4 separate regions of the Mus musculus genome follow, and all the other regions are linked to region 2. Evidence: chromatin contacts called from public HiChIP or PLAC-seq and promoter capture Hi-C data. All regions are on one chromosome and are shown on one strand. Each heading gives the region's core, a stretch centred on a gene start, on an enhancer-like site or on the middle of the called end of the contact. The rest is flanking DNA. Distances are from core to core; before and after follow the strand shown. Region 1 overlaps LOC105244170 (a long non-coding RNA gene). Region 2 holds the start of Glra1 (glycine receptor, alpha 1 subunit). Region 3 overlaps LOC115485826 (a long non-coding RNA gene). Region 4 overlaps LOC105244170 (a long non-coding RNA gene).

Region 1 (2,700 bases), core at 70-2,569, 350 kb before region 2:
GGAACCAGTGAGCTAATATCCCTACATGTGGGAGTCGAGCAAAAAGCCCAGAAACATGGAAATACTTCAAAGAACCTGCCAGAGCCCAAGTTTTTTGTTTATAACTCTGTGGAGGACTCACCCAACTCTAGCAGAGCTGGAGAAAGTTCCCATGCAAATACATCTAAAGCACCATTAGCTCCCATTAAAGTAGCTTGTACTTAAAAGGAGGTCACTGGCTTGTAAGAGGGGGTAGAGATCTCCAAATTATTGTTATTAACATATTTCCAAGAAAAAAATATATTAACAACTATAGAGAGGCTCAAGAATAGCAAATAAGCCTGTTTTTTTTTTTTTTTTTTTTTTTTTTTTTTTTAGAATCCTGGCCTGTCACCAGGAGTGATGGCCCATGCCTGTAATCTCCAGGAGGTAGAAACAGGAAGAAAATCAATTAATGCTTATCCTTGGCTATATAACGAATTCAAGTCATCATGGGCTATAAGAGACCCCGACTCAAAAAACAAAACTAAACAAGATCATGGGCTATAAAGGTATAGGCAAGCACAGGTGCTTCTAATCCAATCATCGATACTAATAACTGGGAAACTTGGCCTCAGACAGGGAACACTTATGGCCAACTCATTAAGTTCATAGGAAGAGTTGCGTATGAGATTCCTGCTGACTTCAGAGTCCCTCAATGTAACTCTACCCCTTTCTGTATGACCCGCCGTGTCTAAGGTGATACTAGCTACTCTCACACCCCAGCCAGATCTAAACTGTCACATTCTTTCAGTGCTCCTACTCACATCCTCCCCTAAGCCAAAACATCAGTGTACTTCAATATCTGCCTGCAAAATAGACCTTGGCTCTTCGCCACATTTCAAACTTGAAGACTTACTCACTTTCTCGCCATTAACACCTAAGTTAGGTTTCCTCCTACTGTATCTCATACTTACTTTTTTTTTTTTTTAATTTCTTAACATTTAGTACCATTTGAATGATTTTGCTTATATGTTGTTTTTTTATTTTCCCATGAATTATTAATACAAATCCCATGGGGGTGAAAACATAAAATACAAGCATTAACCACTGTAATTTTGACCCTGGAGTCTAGTATACTGGTTCAGTAAAGAATTCTAGATGGAAGAAAAGAAGGAGAAAGAGGGAAAAGAAGAAAAGAAGGAAAAGGAAATGAGGAAGAAGAGAGGAGAAAGGGTGAGGTTCTTTTAAAAAAAAATGAGAATGGTATCCTGTTGTCTTCCTGAGGCTTCATAACAAGGCTAGATCAAAGGTAAAGCCAGAATTTGTACCTAGGCAGCACTGGTATCTAGGCAACAGTGGTACCTAGGTCTCCTAATGGATATGCTAATCATGGTCACTCATGCTATGCCAGCACAGAGAGGAATTAAGGGCATTTTGGCCCCTTCCCCAGGACAATTTGTTGTCCCCATGGTAACAGTCTCCTGGCGTGACAAAAACTAACTCTGTTTTGCTCCAGATAGGGTGACCAGTTCCTACAGCACTGACCACAGCACTGGCTGCAGAAAGCTGCAGGTTCAAAATGGATGTGGACTTTCTCCTGACTCACTTCTAGCTCTCCCTCCATCTGCAGCTCAAGCCACGTGTCTGTCAAATGTGGACACAAAGTTTGTTTTGTTACCAGAAAAACAGCAGGGAATGAGGAAGGCAGTGGATGGTAAGAAGATGCAAAGATCTCATGGTATGGTCTGTGACCATCAGAACAATTCACAACACTCCTACAACATAAAGCCGTTCCCCCTTTGCCTTGCTCTCTACCCTACCATGCTGTATTAGTTACTTTCCTCTCTGTTGCAACAAAATACCTGACAAATGCAGCTTAAGAAAGGAAGCATTTTATTTTGCTCACTGCTTGAGGGTACAGTCCATCTCAGAGCAGAAGGCAGGACAGCAGGAAGTCATATGAGACAGCTGGTGTCCTTGTGTCAAGTCAGGAGGAAGAGAGACATGAGTGGTGGTGGTTAACTCATATCCTCCATTAAAAAATGCATTTTAATTTGTGTGCATGCACCCACACACACACACAAACACACACACCTGTGCAGTACAGGAGAAGGTCAAAGAGGACACTGGAATCCCTAGAGGTGGTTATAAGCTGCCTGACACAAGCGCTGGGAATCAAACTCTACTCCTCTGGAAGAGCACTACGTGCTCTTAGCCTGTAGCCCACCTCTCCAGTCCTCTATTCTTTTAATTTAGCCCAGAACACAAGCCACGGAATGGCACTGCCTACAGTTAGGGCTAGTCTTCCCATTTCAACTGATAACAATATAGAAGCTCCCTCATGGACATGCCCAGAGCTTTGTCTTCTGGGTGAATCTAGGTCTCATTGAGTTGCTGATCAGTATTAGTGATCACACTTGCCCAGTGTCTTCTTTGTATAACAATAATAGTGGAGACGGGAGAGCTCAGAGACAATAGTCACCAACCACCCATGACCTTCAGAATGTCAGTCTCTTTACAGAGTGTAATTCAGAACTTCACTCTTCCCTTAAGAGGTCTTTTAATTCCCATTATAGACATGAAAATCAAGACTGGGGGTGGGTCAGATAAATGCTTTTCAACATAGTAAGTAAATAGTGAGATGGGGTTCAGATACAGGCTACCTGACCCCAGAGCTCCATAGTTCAGACCAAGCCACACACTTTCCCTGGTGTGGTGGTTTAAATAAGAATCCCCCCA
Region 2 (2,700 bases), core at 3-2,502:
GAGCTTGGGAAGTCCTGTGGAAGACTATAAGGAAATTTTGAGGGAGCCAGAGGAGTCAAGGACACCACAAGAAAACCTAGAGAGTCAACTCACCTGGGCCTGTGGAGGTTCACAAAGACTGAACCACCAACCAAAGAGCATGCATGGGCTGGTCCTAGGCCCTCAACACATGTAGCAGATGTGAAGCTTGGTTCCATGTGGATCCCTGAACAATTGGAGCAGCAGGAACTGTCTCTGACTCCATTCCCTGCCTTCCCCTAACTGGGCTGCCTTATCTGGCCTCAGTAGGAGAGGATGCTCTTAGTCCTGCTGTGACTTGATAGGTCAGGGCCAGCTGGTACCCACAAGGGGCATTCCTTTCTCTGAGGAGGGGGTGTGAGAGTGGGACTTGGAGGAGAGGAAGAAGAGGGGCTGCAATTGGGATGTAAAATGAATAAACGAATTAATGAAAAAAATGATAAACTGAGTCTGCCTGAGCACATCTGGACTGAGGCTCATGGTGTTTTACTTACATACAGCTATTTTTTAAAAAATCATGGTAAGGATTTTGAAAGACTTAAAAGATAAATTCCATGACCTCTCTGGAGCGACAGAAGACCTGAAAAGACCCTGAGGCCTGGGAAGTGCATGAGGCTGGTCTCTGCCAGCACTCCAAGGGTTAAACTCAAGCCAGAGCCTAACGTGCAATTGGCCGAACCTGGAGAGAAGATATGGTTTTCGCAGCTGCGGGCCAATGAACACTCCGAGTGGGAGGGTTTGAAGCTTCTAAGGAGTTTTTCCCCCCATTTTCCCCTCTCCACCCCCTCCCGTCGGTCCTCGCCCCCACCATCCTCTACGCCGCCAGTTTGTTAAATTAATGCAGTAAGAAAGTCTGAAGATCTGAGGGAGTCTGGCCAGAAGAAGATGGGCGAGCTTAGAAATTGGAGATGCCTGTGAAAGCTTGGGTTCTTGAGCCCTGCTGGGAAGCCATGGACCCCAGCAGCCCCTGAAAGTTGTGGTGGGCTCTCTTGCTCCTGCAGCCCCAAGCAATGGGACACCTTTCTTGCAGCGATCCCAACTTATTCGTCGGGGACCAGAGAACACGGACTGCAAGGCGGCAGCAGACAGGAACGGAGGCAGGGGAACGAGATTCCGGGACTCGGTCGCGATGCGCCAGCCTGGCACACTCTCCGACATCTAACTGAAGCCAGCACCGTCACCTGCTCCACCCCCCCCCCCAACCCCTAAAACCCCTCGGGCCAGCCCAGGGCCAGAAAGAAGATGCCAGCCGGGTCTAAGGGTCTGAGGCCAGGGCTCTGATCCCCACGGATTTCTTCCTTTCATGGAGCTGGCCATCTCGACAGGAAAATAAGGGTAAAAATAAAGAAGAAGAAGAGTAAAGAAAGAAAGAAAAGAAGAAAATATACCCACCCCCAAACGTGCCTCCCAGCGCCGCAGGGAGCCTCCAGCGAGTAGAGCTTCAGCCGCGCTCTTCCCGCCCGCAGCCGGGCTGGACGCTCTCCGTGGTGCTGAACCTGCACGACTGCCGCTGTCCGCGGTACCTTAGCTGCCTGGCTGCAATTCTCCCCCGGCTCTGACACCTCGTCCCTCTACTCCCTGCCCCCTTAAACATCTGGATTATTATCCCCAGTGGCGCTCTCTGGCTTCGTAAGTGCCCATCGAAAACATTTTTGCACCCCCATAACTCGTGGACTTTACAGCACTAGAATCTGGAAGATGTACAGCTTCAATACTCTGCGATTCTACCTTTGGGAGACCATTGTATTCTTCAGGTACGCGATTTTCTATACTGACCACTATCCTTATGGTGCAATAGGGGTTCAGGAGGAGTAGGGAGGCTGACTCTGCCGCGGCTTCATCAATTGGGGAGGGGGTGCTGTGTGCTGAAGGCCCTTCCATCCCTCTCCTTCCCCCACCCCCCACCCGCAGGGTGTCTGGCTGGTGCGTGTAGGTCCCAGACAGTGGCTGCTCCTGGTTGCTCCGGCAGCGGTTTGCCTGTTCTTTGCAGTCTGTCTGCTTACTGCACTCCCCGCAAAATTGGGGCCCCAGCCCCCTAGCCCCTCTGCTCGTTACCCTTCACTCGACTGAGGACTTAAGGGGAAGCTTTGTGAGTTTTTTAGTTTAATTGGGACCGCATTCTCTCAAACCGCAGTGCTGGAAACCCCGGGTCTCCCGTCTGGGAGCGAAGTGACAACTAGCGGTGACGCGGAAGGTTGCAGTTGGACTGGCTGGGCACAAAACAGCATTCTGTCTCTCTTTTTGTTGTTTTGCTTCGGGGTCAGGGGTTTCTGTAGTTTGGAGCTGGGAAAAAACGCAGTTATGACCGCAGCTTACAAAGCCCTAACTTAAATGCAGATCAGGCCTATTTAATAATAGATGCTAGAAAATATTTTCCTTTTATAACTTTGACTCCCTCCTCCCTGATACACGCTTCTTTCCAAACTCTGTTACAACAGACCCTCCGCTACTCCAAAGGGCAGTTCTTCTTTATGAATGGATGCCTATATCTGCTGCCATAACTAGGCTCCCCACGCCCACCCACTGACTCCTAATTCTCTGCTTACAGACTTGGCATTCTTGTCTTAGTCCAAGTGAAAAGTGAAAAATTACATCTTTAGGAAGTATTGAAACAGATAGGCCTTTCGAAAGTGGGCAAATCATGCCGTCTTCAGAGGAGATGATGATAAATTCCATCTATAT
Region 3 (2,702 bases), core at 96-2,595, 480 kb before region 2:
TGACAAAATAACTGAACATCTTCATCTCAGAAAGTGACACCAGACACAGTAATCTTTCTAACTAAACACAGCATTGGGGAGGGGGGTATTATTCCTCAGTGATATACCCATGACTTTAGTGCAAGCCCCTTTCAGGATGTGTAACCAATGTATCCAAGAGCCTACTCTATATCTGTACTGGCTGGTTTTGTGTGTCAACTTGGCACAAGCTGGTGTTATCACAGAGAATGGAGCTTCAGTTGAGGAAATGCCTCCATGAGATCCAGCTGTAAGGCTTTTTTCAATTAGTGATCAAGCGGGGGAGGGCCCCTTGTGGATGGTACCATGCCTGGGCTGATAGTCTTGGGTTCTATAAGAAAGCAAGCTGTGCAAGTCAGGGGAAGCAAGCCCGTAAGGAACATCCCTCCATGGCCTCTGCATCAGCTCCTGCTTCCTGACCTGCTTGAGTCCCTGTCCTGACTTCTTTCAGTGATAAACAGCAGTATGGAAGTGTAAGCCGAATAAACCCTTTCCTCCCCAACTTGCTGCTTGGTCATGTTGTTTGTGCAGGAATAGAAACCCTGACTAAGACAATATCCAATCCCACAAGAATCATCTCTACCATGATTGCAATCCATATATCCATATGTGTATCTATATCTGTCACTTCAGCCCTGTCTGGAGGGAGGGAGGGTACTCAAGATTCAGCCTCTAGAGATTGAAAGTGAAAATTGTCTGAGATTGTTGCATAGAATTTCCTCCCAAATTAAAATATTTCCATCTGAGAGGAAAACTGTTAAGATGAAAAAAGTGAGCAACTGGGAAAAATCTCAAAATGTTAGTGCTCCACTCCAAAGGGGCCGGCCTGGAGAGTAGCACTTTTCAGCACCCATTCTGAGAATCAGGGTGACATAGAATTTTAAGGCAATAAAGGAGAGAAGGAAAGGAAAATATACTCGTTTGAGACCTGGACTCTTACAGGAACAGAAGCAGGGGCATAGCGCCGAGACCTTTGCGAATAAATAGGAAATGAGCTGTTTCCCTCGGGCACCAGGAGTCAATGGCCGAGCTCGGGCTCTTTCTCTCCATAGTGACTCTCTCATTTTCTTCACTTAAGAATGTCATGCAATCCTTAGAACAGGAACTCAGTGACTAGCTGAGACCACCTTCAAAGCTCAGAGCAGGCTTTCTGCCCCACTGAGAACAGTCCTTACTGTCCTGTCATTTAGGGGAGATCTCTTTGTGAGCCAGGAGCTCCGTGGATCACTTCCCATCCATCCTGAGCTGGGCTTGCACAGATCTCATAAGCAGCTGCTGTCTCTGCAGCCTCTCTACTCTACCTCTCCATCCACAGATGTGGGAGGCATGGCTACAGTAGGTCTCTCTGTAAGTAAGAGTTTTGATTAGAATGTGCCTGCGTCACTCTGTTCCGAGCACAGGAGAAATTGCTACTGGAAGCAATTTAAAGAACAAAAGAAGTCAGAGCTGTGCTGATGCCTGGCTTTAAACCTCATCTAATCTGCTTTTAATCTTTATAGTTTTTAAACTCCAGGTTGTGAAGCCTTTAACACTCTTGTGTTCTCCCTAGCTTCGTTTTCTTCCCGGGTACAGTTTCTGAGAGGCAAATAGCTTGAGCATCATAAGGGCCGAGTAGATCACAGCCTGAGCTGTCATCTTCCTCTGCTGGGCATTAGGCTAGGCCACTGAACGACTCTATCCCGCACACTTGCAAAAACTCTTAATTTGCATATTGACTTTTATGAATGGTCTGTCTCTTTTCTTGAGGGTGGAAGAGAAGCATCAGTTTAGGAAGCGCCCTACTTGACAGTTAAATATTCTTTACACTAACTAGTGTTAGTAGTGACTATCACCAAGTAGACATTTCCATCCCTTTGAGTTTCTGACTTTCTACTCATTTTCCCCTTAAATAAATAACACGGGGTTTGGGAAATGGTTATCTCCTCAGTCGATGTCAGGGAACCCATTGTTGGCTTGTATTTTTATTAGGATAGCATAACAATGTTGGTATCTTCATCTAACAATACAGGTGCACACTCCGTATAGTGTGTTATAGAGTGCAGTAAATAAGCTCAACTGGATTCCTCCTCCTATAGTTTGGGACAAACTGTGAGTGTCTGCCCCCCCAAAGAACAATGGCTTCGGAGACTTACTTCTCCAGGAATAGCAACTCTAGGGATACACGCCAAAAGAGAATGGGGACGGTTTATCCTGTGCTCTGCCGAGGAAGGAATTTAGGACGGGATGATTCCTTAAAGAAGCCTGTTTGCTAATAAAGCTTGATTCCAAGTCTTTTCACCCATACAGTCTCAGCATATCAGCAGCAGGTTCCTCTTTGCCTATTTCCCCAAATATCTTTGTTGAGCGTCTTTCCCCATGCTAACAAGTAGCCAGGGTGGAAGTTCACAACAGGAAAGTCAATTGCAAAAATTTTAATAATCTCTACACAGACACACACACAGGCAGACCAGGAAGCCCTCCCTATGTCTCTTCTAGCCCAACAATGCATGGTGTCTTTCAGTTTTCCAAGATGAGTGAGTTCCAAGTTGCACAGACTTCTGTTCACCTGCCAGCCACAATGCAGGTAGAATAGAAACACCAGCCTCCTTAGACACAGTAGCATACTGGTCTGCAGGAATAGCTCATTGCCCGAGCACTCAGGCTCTACCATCTCATTCCATCAGCTCAGTTTAGTTTTCTAACGA
Region 4 (2,700 bases), core at 4-2,503, 270 kb before region 2:
ATAAACCTAACTCTTAGCTTCTGTGAGGTAAGAGTTAGAGTTTTGTGTTAGCAGCTGAATGAAAGGATAAGAGACTGGACTTAATTAGCGAAGGCTTACTTCCACTTGATGCATAAGGCCCCAGCCCTCCTCTTTCCCTCTTGAAACAGTCACAATGGAATGAAAATTAGCACCACAAAAGGCCAGGTATTTTTTTAATTGATTATTTTATTTATTTACATCCCAAATGTTGCCCTCTCCCAAAGTTCTTCACTCCATCTCCCCTCCTTTTTACCTCTGAGAAGGTGCCCTCCCAGGGGCATCCCCCTTCCCTAGGGCATCAAGTCTCTACAGAATTAGGCACATCCTCTCCCACTGAGGCTAGACAAGGCAGTCCTCTGCTACCTATGTGCCAAGGGGCCTCAGACCAGCCCCTGTATGCTTTTTGGTTGGTGGCTTAGTCTCTGAGAGTTCCTAAGGGGACCAGGTTAGTTGACACTGTTGGTCTTTCTATGGGGTTGCCATCCCCTTCAGCTCCTTTAGTCCCTCCCCTAACTCTTCCATAGGGGCCCCCAACCTTAGTGCAATGGTTGGCTGTAAATATCTGCATCTGTCAACTGCTGATAGAGCCTCTCAGAGGACAGCCATGCTAGGTTCCTGTCTGCAAGTACAACATAGCAATCAGGGTTTGGTGCCCGCCTGTGGCATGGATCCAAAGTTGGGCCTATCACTAGACAGCCTTTCCTTCAGTCTCTGCTCCATTTTTGTCCCTGTATTTCTTTTAGACAGAACAATTCTGGGTCAAAATTTTTGAAGGTAGGCCTCCACTGGGGGGCTCTGTCTATCTACTGGAAGTAGTCTCTTCAGGTTTCATCTCTCTACTGTTGGGCATTTTGGCTAAGATCACCCCCATTGAGTCCTGGGAGCCTCTTACATCTCAGGTCTCTGGAACTTTCTAGAGGCTCTCCCCCACCCCCCCAACTCCTGGCAGCTGCATATTTCTATTTATTCTCCTAAAGGCCAGATATTTCATTGTTTATACTAAGAACGATGTCTTTCTCTTATGTCCTTTAGGCCTACCACAAGGCCTTACTTTGCAATAACAAAAATTACAACCTGCCTTCTCCATGGTGGGGGTGTGGCCAGTCACTGTGAAAGAGTGTGTGATGGGGGAACCTACTTCCAGTGCAAGACTGAAGTGAAAATCAAGAAACTCTCCGATCAAGACAAACAGCATCTCAACAGCAACATTTAAGAATCCGGTCAGCATACGGTGGCCCATGAGGGTGAAGCCTAGAAAGCTTAATGGAGATTTTCTCTCAGGGCTGAACCCTAGGGTTACATCTTGAGTTTCTCCAAACAACAGCTCATTTTTTAAAGGGATGTTTTTGTTTGGTCTGAAACAACCCAGCAGCCAAGGCCTCCTACGGAAGAATAACAAATGAATCCTCTGCCAGCATGCCCAGAAGGCTGCTTTTACATCAAGGAAACGTGAAGTCTCTCCTCTGGTAATAAAGCAGCCTCAAGGATTACAGCTTACCTTTTCCCTAAGTGAGAGCAGATGTCTCCGAGCAAGGATGCACTTAGCCAGCTGTGACAACTACCTGGCCGGCACCGGAAACAATAAAACGGGAGGCTAAAATTGAGAGTTTAATGTGTGTGTCATCCTTTATCCCATTTCCTTTCTGTATTCATAATTATCAAAAGCACATTTGTGGGCCGGGAAGAAGCCTCACTCAATAAATGCTTGCCCTATAAGTTCAAGGACTTGACTTTAATTCCCAGAACTAACATAGAAGCTAGGCTTCGTGGCACACCTACTATGAAAGGAGAGGCATGTGGGTCCCCGGGGCTCAGGGGACAGTCTAGCATAATGGCAGGAGTGTGAGATTCAGCGAGAGACACTATCTCAAAAATAAAGAAATCTTCATAACACTCAAGGCTGGGCTCTGATTTCCACACACATATCCTTTCACTCATATCTGTGTGTGTGTTCACATGCCCATGCACACTACACACACAAACACATATAGAGAGGGGGGAGGGAGGGAAAGAAGGAGGGATGGAGGGGAGAGCCAGCAGCACATTTTCCTGAGAGAAGCCATCTCTTTAATATACAACAAGCATCACATACTATGCCAAGTACCTGTAATTTTTATTCATTAACTTTCATAGGAACTTTGCAAAGAAATATTTTATTTCCCTTTCTTTTTCATTTTTTTTTGAGTCTTTGAAACTCAGAGATGGGATGCATCTAGCTCAAGGTCACACAGCTAATTTTAGTGGTGGAAGACTAATCAAGGTTTCTTTAAAGTCACAGAAGGGCAATTGCTACACGCCTCGGACAAGAGCATTAGACAAGTCCTTGTAGCATTAATTCTTCCATTTCATTTATTCCCTGTTGTCCTGTCTATGTACTCTTGCTGGTAATCTGCATCTTTGTTCACAGAATAATACTGAATATTATTCATAGAATGTTTTTACAAGTCAGTTCATTTGTATTGAAATAAGTTTGGGAATGAAATTTAATTGAAGTTTTAAATTAAAATCTTTTGGTCACTTAATGAATTGAAAAATGAATCCAGGTGCTCACGGGCCTGTAATTTGAGCACTTAGGAGGTAGAGGCAGGAAGATCAGGACTTCAAGCTCAGCCTCAGATCCATACTGTGTTCAAGACCAGACCGGGTTCTAGGAGATTACAAAACCAACACACACTTGTA

The links. Promoter capture Hi-C pulls out the DNA fragments that hold promoters and counts their contacts. HiChIP or PLAC-seq counts read pairs in DNA pulled down with a chosen protein or histone mark.
Region 1: a contact with region 2 is called in an H3K27ac HiChIP or PLAC-seq map of embryonic stem cells, with 6 times the contacts expected there. The contact joins the enhancer-like site here to the promoter of Glra1 in region 2. A contact is called at or near these places in 4 of 39 promoter capture datasets (cranial neural crest, embryonic stem cells and epiblast stem cells), 8 of 115 datasets of contacts at active chromatin or transcription factors (VIP interneurons, differentiating embryonic stem cells, embryonic hindbrain and 2 more) and 1 of 9 other capture datasets (embryonic stem cells).
Region 3: a contact with region 2 is called in a promoter capture Hi-C map of second pharyngeal arch cranial neural crest. The contact joins the enhancer-like site here to the promoter of Glra1 in region 2. A contact is called at or near these places in 5 of 39 promoter capture datasets (the 3T3-L1 cell line, cranial neural crest, embryonic stem cells and 2 more), 1 of 484 Hi-C or Micro-C datasets (embryonic stem cells), 1 of 115 datasets of contacts at active chromatin or transcription factors (neural tube) and 2 of 9 other capture datasets (embryonic stem cells and pancreatic islet).
Region 4: an H3K4me3 HiChIP or PLAC-seq map of neural tube shows a contact between it and region 2, with 4 times the contacts expected there. The contact joins the enhancer-like site here to the promoter of Glra1 in region 2. A contact is called at or near these places in 1 of 39 promoter capture datasets (hippocampal neurons), 1 of 484 Hi-C or Micro-C datasets (embryonic stem cells), 5 of 115 datasets of contacts at active chromatin or transcription factors (differentiating embryonic stem cells, embryonic hindbrain, embryonic stem cells and 2 more) and 1 of 9 other capture datasets (embryonic stem cells).

What each region holds. Positions count from the first base shown.
Region 1 is chr11:55,957,255-55,959,954 of GRCm38.p6, reverse strand. The region is part of intron 2 of LOC105244170 (a long non-coding RNA gene); the gene reads right to left. Among named protein-coding and RNA genes, the nearest start is that of Nmur2, 82 kb to the left of the region's middle. Within about 2 kb of position 1,319, at least 17 of the 459 cell types and tissues checked have an H3K27ac peak or open chromatin away from gene starts, as enhancers often do. A contact at or near this core is called in VIP interneurons and embryonic stem cells, where this site is marked.
Region 2 is chr11:55,606,750-55,609,449 of GRCm38.p6, reverse strand. It overlaps Glra1 (glycine receptor, alpha 1 subunit), which reads left to right and starts at 1,252. Exons shown (of 9, transcript NM_020492.4): 1 at 1,252-1,772. The coding sequence starts at 1,717.
Region 3 is chr11:56,084,019-56,086,720 of GRCm38.p6, reverse strand. The region is part of intron 7 of LOC115485826 (a long non-coding RNA gene); the gene reads right to left. Among named protein-coding and RNA genes, the nearest start is that of Gm46260, 35 kb to the left of the region's middle. Within about 2 kb of position 1,345, at least 3 of the 459 cell types and tissues checked have an H3K27ac peak or open chromatin away from gene starts, as enhancers often do. A contact at or near this core is called in second pharyngeal arch cranial neural crest, where this site is marked.
Region 4 is chr11:55,879,059-55,881,758 of GRCm38.p6, reverse strand. All of the region lies in intron 1 of LOC105244170 (a long non-coding RNA gene), which reads right to left. Among named protein-coding and RNA genes, the nearest start is that of Nmur2, 160 kb to the left of the region's middle. Within about 2 kb of position 1,253, at least 2 of the 459 cell types and tissues checked have an H3K27ac peak or open chromatin away from gene starts, as enhancers often do. A contact at or near this core is called in neural tube, where this site is marked.